Linked DNA regions of Mus musculus: region 2 is linked to region 1. Evidence: chromatin contacts called from public promoter capture Hi-C data. All regions are on one chromosome and are shown on one strand. The core of a region is the stretch at or near the end of the contact, and the rest is flanking DNA. Distances in the headings are between cores, read along the strand shown. Region 1 overlaps Cyp4f18 (cytochrome P450, family 4, subfamily f, polypeptide 18). Region 2 has its middle 5.9 kb from the start of Hsh2d.

The links. Capture Hi-C pulls out chosen DNA fragments and counts their contacts.
Region 2: a promoter capture Hi-C map of adipose tissue shows a contact between it and region 1. The contact joins two enhancer-like sites. A contact is called at or near these places in 2 of 484 Hi-C or Micro-C datasets (embryonic stem cells and nephron progenitors) and 4 of 9 other capture datasets (adipose tissue, embryonic stem cells, liver and 1 more).

Annotation. Positions count from the first base shown.
Region 1 is chr8:71,987,315-71,990,014 of GRCm38.p6, forward strand. It overlaps Cyp4f18 (cytochrome P450, family 4, subfamily f, polypeptide 18), which reads right to left. Exons shown (of 13, transcript NM_024444.2): 10 at 2,547-2,680; 11 at 2,393-2,457; 12 at 1,746-1,828; 13 at 1,168-1,423. The coding sequence ends at 1,246. Among named protein-coding and RNA genes, the nearest start is that of Gm51535, 16 kb to the right of the region's middle. Within about 2 kb of position 1,312, at least 152 of the 459 cell types and tissues checked have an H3K27ac peak or open chromatin away from gene starts, as enhancers often do. A contact at or near this core is called in adipose tissue and pancreatic islet, where this site is marked.
Region 2 is chr8:72,182,449-72,185,148 of GRCm38.p6, forward strand. No RefSeq gene overlaps it. Among named protein-coding and RNA genes, the nearest start is that of Hsh2d, 5.9 kb to the right of the region's middle. Within about 2 kb of position 1,338, at least 59 of the 459 cell types and tissues checked have an H3K27ac peak or open chromatin away from gene starts, as enhancers often do. A contact at or near this core is called in adipose tissue and pancreatic islet, where this site is marked.

The sequences.
Region 1 (2,700 bases), core at 62-2,561:
ACAGCTGCCCATTGTTAGGTTAGTTGGACTGTTGTGCCAGGGAAGGGTTGAACTCCCAAAACACAGACATAAGCCGATCACAGCAGGGTCTTTATTCTATTCGAGCTAGCTCAGGCCCCTCCAATGCACCATTGTCACTCAGGAAGGTTTTGGTGGTGGAGGAGCCTTGAATATCTATCGGGGCAAGGCTTAATAGTAAGCAGCAAGGGGGTGGAGTGTGCAAGCATCTAATTGGAAAGCTGCTGTAGCCTTTAACACAATTGGCTGGTGTTGGGAACTATATTATAAACCTAATTTCTGCTTCCCTCTGCATTGGTGATCATTGAGCAGGGAGTGGGCTTGTAACCTGGGGTTGTAGGTTTGTTGGGAGAATAACCTGGAGACGCTGGTCTTGTGGGGATCAGCCTAGAGACTGGAGCTAGGCTCGGGTTTTGTTGGTGGCAGCTTGGAAACTAATGCTAGGTACCAGCCTGTCAGTTGACCTGAGTTGAAACTTAGGTCAGGTTCTCTAAAATGGAGTCTAAACTTAAAAGATTTGGCCTCTCAGGACTACAGACTGTAAGTCATTCCAATAAATCCTCTTAATATATAGAGACATCCCATTGTTTTGTGGCTTTAGAGAATCCTGACTAATTCGCATGCCCAGTTGCTGTAATGCTACATCCTCAAAAGGTAAGGGACTGTGGCGATTTGAATGAGGATGACCCCTAAGCTCATGTCCTTGCTCTCACATTTGGTGGAAATGTTTGGGAAGGGTTAGTAGTCTAGCTATGGTGGCCATTCTTGGTTTTCATTTGACTACATCTGTAATTAACTAAAACCCAAGCTGTTTGGCACATCTCTAAGGCAATTTTCTTGATTAGAACATTTGAGGTGGGAAGAGCCACCTCTAATCTGAGCCACGCTTTCTTGTCTTTTTTTTTTTTTTTTTTTTTTTTAATTCAACCCAGAACCCAAACCTAGTAATGGCGCCACCTACAGTAAGGATTAGGACTGATCATTCCACTTCAGTTGATTTATCCAGATTATCGCTCACAGGTGTACCTTGCCTCCTGAATGACAATATTAATTTTCATGTCCCTTAAATCCCTCTACCACTCAAACACCTTTCATGGCTCCCTGTGGCTCACATGAGGCATGTAACCTGGATGTTTGGTGAGGCTCAGACAAGGTGACAAGAAAATTTTATTCCTGGAAAGGCACAGGTGGGTGGATGGATAGGAGAGTCCCACGCCAGCTCAGAGATCACTGCGCGCCTGCGCTGAGCGGCTCCACTTTCAGCCACAGCCCGCCTTCTGCGCGCAGGATCAGCTCCGGCTTCCTGCGGGGCTCCTTGTCATCCGGCAGAACGCGGAAGCGCAGCAGAGTCAGCGCCAGAGCTACTTTCATCTCGCTCATGGCGAAAGTCTGTCCTATGCAGTTCCTGCAGGAGGGCGGGGTGGGAACTCTGACTGTGCCCAAGACCCTACCCAGGACCAACACAGCACTAGAACCTGGCCCGAGTCTGAGGTTTCTGGGACCACGCAAGGACGTAGACATCCTCAGAGCCAAGCCTTGATCAATAGCCGAAAAGGCCAGGGCGGGATTCTGAGCACAGAGGACTCTTCACCTTCCCCTCCCTGGTTCCCAAACCTTTGCACAATTCTGTGCAGGGAGGTAGGGAGGAAACGCTAACCTCCAAAAAACCCCAACTCCCCCGTCCTCACAGTCAGCCCGAGGCCCCTGCCCCTCAGTCCTAGCCTCACCTGGGCCCAGCCGAGAAGGGAATAAAAGCCAGGGGTGACCTGCCCTTGACGTTGTCGGCATCAAAGCGGAAGGGGTCATAGACCTGCAGGGGACATGGAATCATGGCGGGTGAGAACCAATTGCCAGCGTAGCCAAGAGCAGAGTCCTCAGTGTGCATGGAAGGTCAGAGTTGATTTATCTACCTCCTGGGATGCAATGAGGAGTAGTCGTAAACCCTGGATTCCATCCCAGCACCAGCATAAAACTGATGGCTGCAAACCTGTCAGCAGCAGGAGGCAGGAGGATCAAGGGTTCTGGGTCAACTCCTGTGTAAGGACTTCCAGGCTAGCCTGGGATACCTGACACCCTGCTTCATAAAACCCATGACTGGGGCTGGGGAGGTAGCTAAGTTGAAAGAGCAATTACCTAGCAGGCACAAAGCCCTGGATCCCATCCCAGGCACCACATAAACCAGGCGTGGTTCTGCACACCTCTCATCCCAACACTGAGGGGGTGGAAGCAGGAGGATCAGAAGTTTATGGTTATCCTTGGCTACAGGTTAAGTTGAAGCCAGCCTGAGCTACATGAGACCTTAGCCAACAAACAAACAAAAAGACCGTCCTCTTGAGAATCCCAGCCTATAACAAAGAATTAAGAGGGACAGCACCTCCGGGTCTGGCCACACAGCTGGATTGTGATGTGTCCCGAAAATACTTATTCGGCTTATGACACCTGTGGGGGAAATGAAGCAATGAAGAACTGCTGCAACCTGGATCCACTGTCTGCCCAGAACCTTCCCTCCTCCCTGATGTTTCGGGCACCTTTAGGGATGACCCGACCATCTGGGAGCACAATGTCCTGAGTGCAGCATCGGGAGATTGCAGTGACGGGAGGATGCAGCCGTAGGCTCTCCTTAATGCACATGGTGAGGAATGGCAGCTGGGCCAGGTCGTCCCTGAGGGGGGGGGGAATAGT
Region 2 (2,700 bases), core at 88-2,587, 200 kb after region 1:
TAGATTTTTCAAAAACCTACTTTAATAAGGGTTCTTAAACACTTCAACCTCCCTTCTAGCCACCACCTACCAGAGGTTGTAGAAGTGAAAAGTTAATAGGAAATGGGGGTTGTGGGCCTGTTTAGAAATAGTTCTTTGGGGCTGTTTCAATCGTTCTTGCCAGCAGTCGCTCGGCAGTCAGCACTCACACAGGAATCAGCACCAGGAGTACTATCAAGAAGAAACTGAGGCTCTGCCAATCAGTCCAGAGTCTGTGGAAACCACCGGAATATCACGAGAAGTTCTTTGACAAGTTACTCTCTATGGAGTTAGGAAACACAAAGATCAGCAAACCCATACAAGAGCGTTGTCAGTGAAGACTAGCCAGGCAGAGCAAGCAAACCCACGCTAGAGCCTTGCTCCACTCTCCGTGGGGTCATTTTTATATTCTGTCTAAACAAAATATCCTTTAACCCGTGTCTGCTTCAGCAAAACATCATCTGATATAATAGTTTCCAAAGAAACCAGAAATTTCTACTTTAGCCTTTGAGCAGAGAGATGTTTGGGTTTGTTTGTTTTTCGATATAATAGAGTAATAATGAAAATATCTAAGATAAAAAGGGCACCAAGGAGCAGGTCATGAGACCTATTTAGGCTGTTCCCAGTACTGGGGAAGTTAGGACAGAAAAAGACTAGTGTGAGCTCTATATGGATTTGGAAGAGGCTTTTTAAATTTATTTTTATGTGTTCTCCCTACATATGTGACTGTGTACCACATTCATGCCTGTTGCCCCTGGAGATCAGGAGATATTTTGGGTTCCTTAGAGCCACTTACAAGTGAGCCACCATGTGGGGGCCCTACCAAATCCTAGTACTCTGCAAGAGCAATCAGTGTTCCTAACCACCAGCTGTCTCAAGCCCTTGGACTTTTTTTTTCTTTTTTTTTTTCTTTTCTTTTTTTTTGGTTTTTCGAGACAGGGTTTCTCTATATAGCCCTGGCTGTCCTGGAACTCACTCTGTAGACCAGGCTGGCCTCGAACTCAGAAATTCGCCTGCCTCTGCTTCCCAAGTGCTGGGATTAAAAGTGTGTGCCACCACGCCCAGCAGACATGTTTTTAACAATCACAGATTTTTAAAATATCCTCCCCAACATCAAGATTACAATATGTTTTATCGCCTAGTCTTCATGCACAGGCCACTACTTCCCATTGTCCCCCTTGGTGAGTTGCCACTGGCAGCCTGTCATCTGTCTGTAGATTTGCCTGCCAAGCTGTGTGCCAGTGTGGTTACACAAACCCTTCTGCTCCTGGCTGATGTTGCTGAGCAACAGCTTCTGATGGATGGTTTTGTTGAGACAGGGCCTCATTATGTAGCCCCAGCCACCCTGTACTCGATATGTAGAGCACTCTGGCCTTGAACTCACTGAGATCTACCTACTTCTGCTTCCCACATGCTGACATTAAAGGTGAGTGCTATCATACCCTGCAGTAGCAAGTTTTTACCTTATACAAGTTGTAGCCTGGGACAGAACTTCCTTTTTTTTTTTTTTTTTTTTTTTTTGGTTGAGTAATATACCAGTGTGTGGTATCATGTTTTGCATATCCTTCCAGGGTTCTTGGGCTCACAGTTCAAGCCCAGTGTGGCAATGTTGAGGTAGTAGAACTTCTCTATTTTTTGAACTTAAAAAAAAGGGGGGGGGGACTGTTCTCTGTGTGTGTGTGTGTGTGATTCCTGGGGATCAAACTCAACTCAGGTCATCATGCTTGGCAGTGAGTGCCTTTATCCCTTGAGCCATGATGCTGCTCACACACATGCTCACCTTTTGAGATAGGGTACAGCGTAGACTGGCCCAAATATAGCTTCCCTCCTGCCTCAGCCTCTCAAAGTTCACAGACAAGAGGTACCCCATTATTCCTTCTACTTCAACTTTGGCATCTAATGTTGTACCTGCACAGAACTGGTGCCAGTCAGTGTTTGAGAAATGAACAAAAGGATGAACAAAAGAAAGAAGAGAAGCAGGGTCATATGCAGAAAGAAGGATAAAATGGGGCCCCACTCCTGGAGTCTGGGCCAAGCTGATGCAGCTCCGCTGTAGCTACCTACCCTAAAGGCTGTCCACTGAAGCTCACCCTATGATGTCAACAGAAGAAGCTGATGTGGAGAGAGAGGGATCTCAGAGTGTCGCCCCCCCCACCCCAGACTCCTGCCACTCTGTTATCTTCCATCAGGTATCCCTGTCTCCCCTGCCTTGGTGGCCACCACTATTCCCTTCCTTCTGAAAGGACTCTGGCCAGCTCCAACACGGGGAGCATGGTTCTGGCAGCCCTTGCCCTTCGTCCAGATACCTTTGTCTTGCTAAAAATCCCTTTAGATTACGTTCATAAAGCTAGCCCCTGAGATCTATTCCCTTATTTGGCTACTTCCTCCTGAGACTGACTACCAAGTTCAAAGTATGAAGTCCAGCAATAAAAAGCCCACTTTGGCTCACCTAACTAACATGCTGTCTTAGTCAGGGTTTCTATTCCTGCACAAACATCATGACCAAAAAGCAGTTGGGGAGGAAAGGGTTTATTCAGCTTACACTTCCATACTGCTGTTCATCACCAAGGAGTCAGGACTGGAACTCAAGCAGGTCAGGAAGCAGGAGCTGATGCAGAGGCCATGGAGGGATGTTCCTTACTGGCTTGCTTCCCCTAGCTTGCCTCAGCCTGCTCTCTTATA